2 separate regions of the Sus scrofa genome follow, and region 2 is linked to region 1. The links are chromatin contacts, called in public HiChIP or PLAC-seq maps. All regions are on one chromosome and are shown on one strand. The core of a region is the stretch at or near the end of the contact, and the rest is flanking DNA. Distances in the headings are between cores, read along the strand shown. Region 1 overlaps SMCHD1 (structural maintenance of chromosomes flexible hinge domain-containing protein 1). Region 2 holds the start of METTL4 (methyltransferase-like protein 4).

What was found. HiChIP or PLAC-seq counts read pairs in DNA pulled down with a chosen protein or histone mark.
Region 2: an H3K27ac HiChIP or PLAC-seq map of alveolar macrophages shows a contact between it and region 1. The contact joins the promoter of METTL4 here to the enhancer-like site in region 1. A contact is called at or near these places in 1 of 5 promoter capture datasets (liver), 6 of 47 Hi-C or Micro-C datasets (alveolar macrophages, embryonic fibroblasts, fetal skeletal muscle and 1 more) and 2 of 2 datasets of contacts at active chromatin or transcription factors (alveolar macrophages and skeletal muscle).

The regions. Positions count from the first base shown.
Region 1 is chr6:103,948,905-103,952,773 of Sscrofa11.1, forward strand. It overlaps SMCHD1 (structural maintenance of chromosomes flexible hinge domain-containing protein 1), which reads right to left. Exons shown (of 48, transcript XM_021096138.1): 2 at 2,974-3,049; 3 at 1,813-1,974. The coding sequence starts at 1,852. Among named protein-coding and RNA genes, the nearest start is that of SMCHD1, 35 kb to the right of the region's middle. Within about 2 kb of position 2,252, at least 1 of the 83 cell types and tissues checked has an H3K27ac peak or open chromatin away from gene starts, as enhancers often do. A contact at or near this core is called in alveolar macrophages, where this site is marked.
Region 2 is chr6:104,053,729-104,057,663 of Sscrofa11.1, forward strand. METTL4 (methyltransferase-like protein 4) reads left to right here and starts at 2,103. Exons shown (of 11, transcript XR_002345043.1): 1 at 2,103-2,443. It overlaps NDC80 (kinetochore protein NDC80 homolog), which reads right to left and starts at 2,057. Exons shown (of 17, transcript XM_013999249.2): 1 at 1,898-2,057; 2 at 487-596. The coding sequence starts at 587.

The DNA.
Region 1 (3,869 bases), core at 1,002-3,501:
TACACTGTTTAAATAAATTTTTATATAAATACAATATAAGCAAATACATATTAACATATATATAAAAGATGTTCATTTCATTTTAAATTAAAAAGGTTAAAAAAGTACATATCAAATAAAACGATTAAAAAAGAAAAAATACCAAACAATATGAAAAGGTCTGAAATAATAAACACCTAAGTGTTAGTGGCAGCTACATCCAGGTGGTAGAGATAGGGATGTTCTTTATGTTCTTTTTGCTTATCTACATTTTCTAATTTTCTACAAACAATAATGTATACACACACAAAAAAAACTTTAATAAGTAAGTTTATAAAGAACATCGAAATAGTATTAAATGTTTTGGCAGGGTCCAAACAGAAAAGATTCTCTAAATCAATTAGCACACAATCCAAAGGTAGGATAAAAACCGGCAATTAGGAGTTCCTGTCGTGGCACAGTGGTTAACGAATCCGACTAGGAACCATGGAGGTTGCGGGTTCGGTCCCTGGCCTTGCTCAGTGGGTTAAGGATCCGGCGTTGCCATGAGCTGTGGTGTAGGTCAAAGACACGGCTCGGATCCCGCGTTGCTGTGGCTCTGGTGTAGGCTGGCGGCTACAGCTCCGATTGGACCCCTAGCCTGGGAACCTCCATATGCCGCGGGAGTGGCCCGAGAAATGGCAAAAAGACAAAACAAAACAAAACAAAACAAAAAAAACGGCAGTTAGTAAAGGTGGAAGGAAATGACAAAAAACAGAAACTACTTGTTCATGCAGTTCTGCTATACAAATTCCCAAGGTAAAACAAATACTTTCTTAATTGGGAGAGGTCTATGGGAAGCCAGGAAGACTAGATCAGGAGAGTATACAAGAGATGAAAAGATATGTAAGCACCAGTCTCTTGTGAATTGAAAGGAATAAATTCTCATTCTAGGTTAGTTAGTTTATTTATTTATTGTCTTTATGGCCGCACCTGCGGCATATGGAAGTTACCAGGCTAGGGGTCAAATTAGAGCTGCAGCTGCCGGCCTACACCACAGCCACAGCAGTGCCAGATCCGAGCCAAGTCTGCAACCTACACCACAGCTTAGGGCAACACTGGATCCTTAACCCACTGAGCAAGGCCAGGAATTGAACCCACAGCCTCATGGATACTAGTTGAGTTCATTAGTGCTAAGCCACAACGGGAACTCCTAAGTTAGTTTCAAAGGAGAGGTATCTTTACTCTGAAGTAAGATCACCTGAATAGAAAAAGAAATCTACTGTGATGAAGACATGTAGTAAAGAAGCTCACAATGATTGGTCACAGATTTATAGTAAGGTAGAATGAGAGCTTTTTTTTTGGGGGGGGAGAGCACACCCACAGCATGCAGAAGTTCCCAGGGATCAAACCTGTGTCACAGCAGCCATCCAAGCCACTCCAGTGACAATACTGGGTCCACAACCCACTGTGCCACAAGAGAACTCTGAGAGAACGTTTTTATTTTTATTTATTTATTTACTGCCTTTTTAGGGCCATACCCGTGGCACATGGAAGTTCCCTGGCTAGGAGTTGAATAAGAGCTGGAGCTGCCAGCCTACACCACAGTCACAGCAATGCTAGATCCAAGCCACATCTGTGACCTATGCTGCAGCTTGTGGCATTACCTGATCCTTAACCCTCTGAGCGAGGCCAGGGATCAAACCCACATCTTCACGGATGCTAGTCGGGTTTTTTAACTGCTGAGCCACAATACAAACTCCAGAACTTTTTTAAAGTGAAGGAATGGGACACGTGATCAGGAGATAAAGGAGAGTGACAGTTTATTAAAATTAGTAAAAACAGAATACTTACGTAAAGGATTTTGTCCTTCACTTGCATAATATTCATACATGCCACTTTTAACCAATGTGTCATAGTGAGGTAGGAAGTCAATCCGTTCTTTTGTAGCTGTTAGCAGTAACTGATTGACTGTCTGTAGCACGTATAGAGTGACTCCATCCTTAACAGTTTCATCTGTAAGTCAAGAGGTAACATCTTAAATGCTAAGCTAGCATTCAAAGCACAATCAATTTATTATTATTCTTTTGGTCACAACCAAAAGATGAGGCCAAAATTAATTAAATAATTAAATTATACAGGCAAATTCCCAAATAACGAATCAATCTATAAATTCAGTTGTGTTTTGTTATGAATATCAGCAAAACAGGTCCAAATACTTCCACTCATCTGAAATACTCAATTCTTAAAAAGTCAAACTGTCATAGGAAATCAGATGAGGAACTACATTAAAGTGGTATATGAATAAGGAAGAATGATGAAAATCGAAAAGCAATAAGGCACAAAAACTGGCAAGACTTAGAACATAGTTGGTTAAAAAAAAGACAATGGATGTTCAAATTTAGATAAGCAATGAGATCCTGCTATATAACACAGAGAACTATATCTAGTCACTTATGATGGAACATGATGGAAGATAATGTGAGAAAAAGAATGTGTATATATATATATGTGTGTGACTGGGTCACTTTGCTCTACCGTAGACACTGACAGAAAACTATAAACCAACTATAATGAAAAAATCATTAATAAAAATAATAAATGTATATTCAAATTTGGACAGAAATAATTTTATAAATATTTCAATTTTTTTTTAATTCTGTGAAATAAATATTTAGGACTATAACAAAAAAAAAAGAAAAAAAAAGACAATGGAAGAATTCTAGTTAGTCAGGAGAATTAGCTTTTCAAGGGCCCACAAAGAAGGCTTGTGGCTAGATGTTGAGCAAGGTCTCATCTGTAGACATAATGATACCAACTCTTTTTCTGTAATCTTGCTTGAAAAATATGACTTCTGTACAAACTTAGACATATGTAGCCAGTTTCCATCCCCATCCGAAAAAAGTAACCAAAAGCATCAATAGTTTTGTGATGCTTATCTATGTAATAAAATTTACTGCTCTATGATGTACTAGAATATATCAAATATAAAAGCATAAACATAGCATTGCTTACCAAAATTATCACAGGTAATTTCTTTCCTACTTGTTGTTGTAATAACAAATTTCTCTTCAGGTGAAATGGCAAGTGTCTATCCAAAATAAGAGAAATAAAATCAATTATTACACAAAGAAAATAAATGGACTATTCAAGTTTATAAAAATATGAAAATACCGATAAAACAGTGTATCTTAGTACTACAATTAGTGCTACATTTATTTGCATGAAAAGATCAGTCTTAATGTTTTCAAATTTTGCCTTTGTATAATTAAGCACAAATCTATTTATAAATTACCTATTTGCTTAACAAGGTTGATTTTTCTGCTATTATATGTTAGGTCCACACCCACAGCACATGGAGGTTTCCAGGCTCGGAGTCGAATTGGAGCTGTAGCTGCCAGCCTACGCCACAGTCACAGCAACTCAGGATCTGAGCCGCATCCGTGATCTACACCACAGCCCGGAGCAAACAACGGATCCTTAACTCACTGAGCAAGGCCAGGGATCGAATCCACATCCTCACAGATTCTAGTCGGGTTTGTTAACCCATGAAGAGAACTCCTAAGTGAACATTTTCAAAAGGTTTAACAACAGGACCCTCCCAGACAAAAGACTTATTACTTCATGTGAATATATAAGTAAACTTAGTTGGAGCAAAGCATTAACACTTATGTTCATATATATTAAGTACTTAAATATGTAAAAGCAAAAGTACTAGAAGAAAATAGAGATTAATATTTTTTAACACTGAAGAAAGGATAGCTACACTATGCAGGATATTTGCATAAAAACAATCTTTATTACCTATTATGACCCTTTCCAAAAATATAACTTAAAAAAAAAGTAAATTGAAAATTTAACAGGAAACAAAGCATCCTGAGGAGAAAAAAAAAGCCTTCATAAATAAAGAT
Region 2 (3,935 bases), core at 853-3,352, 100 kb after region 1:
CTTAACCTGTTGAGCCACAACGGGAACTCTGGACACCAGTTTTTCCTAGTGAATCTTGACAAAATAGTTTGGAGAAGTGGTGTTCTGTAGGTTGCTGCTAAACTGCAGTTAATTATCAGAGCAGATAATACCTTTGATTGAGAACTCTGCTAGTAGGATCCATCTCAGTAATTTGAAAATTATAGCACAGAACCTACTCAACCAAGCAGCTCAAGAGTAAAGGAGGAAAATAAGAATGAAAGAGCATTGAAGGGGAATTAGCAGTCCTTCAGGGATTGCCTAGCAAAGGACATGGATTTGGAGATTTAAGTAACAAATGAGGAAAAAATACAACATCTAGTAACATGCCCACTTTTAGCCTTCAGGGACTCCAAATTAGGTCCTACTGAGAACAGACAAGATCCATCACACCACTCATACTACGTCTTTGTATTAACCATCTTTACAAATTTCTTTGCCAAAGACAATAAGGCATGAGGTACTCACGTTTGAGGGGTATGGAGGCCTTGTTTGTTTAAGTCCTGGGATCTTAATTCCTGCATAGAGAGGCGTCCAGCACCACCGGTGGAAACTGAACTTCGTTTCATGCTTATAACCTGCATTCATGAATTTGGTATTAAAAAGGTCTTTCCAGACATAGGTGGTATGTTAAGCACCAACAATTATTTGTATCCTCAAAGAGAAAGGCAGCCAAGTGTCATCATTTCTTCAAGATAATCTTTCCTGGGCTATCTTTACTTGTTCGTGTAAGGTGAAGTCCTCATTTGCAGGGAATATCTATCTAACTCCATTTAAAAGTATTCAACACACATAAACACTTACTGCCTACCATGTACCAGGAAGCATGCAAAGCAATGCAAACAATACAAAGGTTAGTTATGACTCCTACCTTCACAAGGGTATTTATGGTAGTTAAAACTCTGCATCCTAACTCAGACCACATCACTACTGTTGGCTGTGCCTCTCAGTGGGGAGTTAGAGGCTACCTGAAAAGAACTACCTGTTTCCTTTTCTTCTGTCTCAGAATAGAGCCATTCTGTTTGCTTTTCCTAACATCCATCTCTCTTGCTCTGTCTCCCACTTATATTCTTCAATTTCTGCCTCTCTTGCTTCAATCTCCCTTCATCAAGGATAAATTATCTGGTCTACAGACTGCTTCCATTTTCTGAGACCACAGTCGTACCTCACCCCCTTCCCAGTTACTGAAACGGTTGCCTCCTGCCTGGGATACTCTTGATTAACAAATCTTTTGATCCTAACTTAGCTCTGAGGCATTAGACACTATACACCGAGTTCTTCCAGATCCTTCCCTGGTTTCCAGGAAAGTGGACATTTGTGGTAATCCTTCTACATCTCTGGGCTCACCTTTGTCTTTTCAACTGACTGCACTCTTTTCCTCTTTGGCCAACTATTTCGTCTCCAGTATACGCTTCTGCATCTATTAAACTTTTCCACTCTCATCTATATCTTTAGGTCCACTACCAATCTCCAGTTAAAATGTACTCTTAAAATCTGAGACTGAGACTTCCAGATGTATTCCTTACATGGCCACCAGGATGTTACACTAGTATCTCAAACGCAACACACCAAACAGTCCCTCATCTTGTTCTTCCTCTCTCTGCTTCCATCAGTTAATCCCCTTTTCCTTTCTCCATTCCCTCTTCTTACCACTAGTGTCCCCTTGACCCTTCCTTTCTCCTTTAGGAAATCACCGCCATTAGAAATTTACTGGACTCCGGGAAACTAGCGCCTGGCATAGATTCGGCCGGAGGCGAGTTAGGAGAGCAAACACCAGAACGCCGTCCTCCAGGCCTCCGAATTTAACGGGTTGTTGCCCTAGCGTTCCCCCTCCAGACCAGAACTGCCGGAACGAAATTAACCTGAAGTCATTAGTCACCTTTCTTCCAGCTTCCTGACACGACCCGGCAGCCGAATCTCTGTAAACCGTGCAATTGCCAGCTAAAACGGACAGTGGCAGCCAAAACACTAACTCCTTTCTGCTCCCGCCCGTGCCGTTCGAATTTTAAAATCTCCGCCGGCGCTGACGTCATCGCGCTGACGTGCGCGCGCGTGCGCAAATCCCGCGCGCCGGAACTTTGCGTGACGGTGGCGCCCTGCCGCCTCACGGGGCGCACTGGCGTCTAATGTCTCTGAAGTGTCTTCTATGGAGTTTGGCCCGATTCCTGTATTTAGCTCCAAGGACCCAGGCGCTCTAAGCCCTTGGGTAGCGAGCTTAGCGCTCCAAGCAGCCCTGGAACGCTTTTTCCGTACAGCAGCAGGGCCGCTCCTGCTGACTCTTAGAAAAGGAGATTTTTTTTTTTTTTTTTTTTTTTGCTTATGCTCTGAAAGGAGTGTCTTTCAAGACCACTGTTTAGCTGGGTGCTGTTTCAGGAAGGAAGTCTGGGAAGGCGGCGTGCACTGTTCTGACGAGGGAGGCGGTGAGGTAGGAGACAGTGACGGCCTGCTGTGGGAGCAGTCGGCTCCGAGGGTCGCGCTATGGAGGCGGCCACCAGGGTTCACGCTCAGAGCTGCACTGCTGTCTGGGGCTCTACGGCCCTCTAGTGGCGGCCTGCGAGGAGGTGGAGGGACCCGGTGTGAGGCCAAATAGGAGGGAGAAGTGCACTTAATTTGGGGCACGTCACCTTTCCTGGCCGAGTTTCAGTCTTCTGTCGACGTTCTAGCTATCACTACAATTTCAGGACCTCTTCACCCCAAGTAATGACTCGGAAGGGAGGATTGAGAACAGAATTACCATCATCCGTAGCATTTATTTGAGCACTTGCTTTGTGTCAGACACCTTGCACAACAAACACTTCTTGTCGATTATCTCATTTAATTCTCTGAACTGCCCTCTGAGATGTCCTAAAAATGATGAAATTAAGGCTCACTGAGATCAAGTAACTTGTCCGTGGTCGTACTGCTAATATACGGAGTTAGATTTTAAATCTAAATGCTACTGTTATTAACTACTGTTAATCACTTGATGTATTTCTTATTCTCTTCTCCTCTTAAGTTTTCCACTACACCAGATTTAATAAGCAATCCAGAACTAAAAGCCTTCTTTTAGAGAAAAGATAAGGTAGTTCTTTATTTAAAAAACAGACTCACAGACTTAGAAAACAATTTTATGGTTATCAGAGGGGGATGGGGGAAGGAGACAAACTAGTAGTTTGGGATTAACAAATACACAGTAGTATGTATTAAGTAGACTTAACAAGGACCTACTGTATTGCACAGGGAACTATAGTACATGTCTTGTAATAACCTATAATGGAAAGGAACCTGAAAAAGAGTCACTTTGCAGTACACCTGAAGCTAACACAGCATTGTAAATTAACTATACTTCAACTTTAAAAACTGTTAAAAAAAAAAGATAAGGAAGTTTTGAAAAGCCTTATTGCCGGAAGAGAACTGCTCAGAACCAGTTACAGATCTGGACTCTTAACCTTGCCATTTTGCTAGGGGTTAGTGCTTCTGATGTGCTATTAAAAATTGCATTTTTGGAGTTTCCGTCGTGGCTCAGTGGAAATGAATCCGACTAGGTGCCATGAGGTTGCGGATTTGATCCCTGGACTTGCTCAGTGGGTTAAGGATCTGGTGTTGCTGGAAGCTGTGGTGTAGGTTGCAGACAAAACTCGGATCTGGCTTTGCTGTGGCGTAGGGCAGCAGCTACAGCTCCGATATGACCCCTAGCCTGGGAACCTCCATATGCTGCGGGTGCGGCCCTCAAAAGACAGAAAAAAAAAATATTGCATTTTACTCTGCTTTTTGCCCTTTCTGCACCACATTGTTAGCAGTGAGTAGTAGAGTAGTGAGACTGCAGAATGGGCCCACTTACTATGGCAAATGTAGTTTGAAAAAACAAAGGCTGATGTGCTAACAACTCCTCTGGAAATTCTGTGACCTTCTCTAGGTTTAGCTCATTAAAAAGGCTG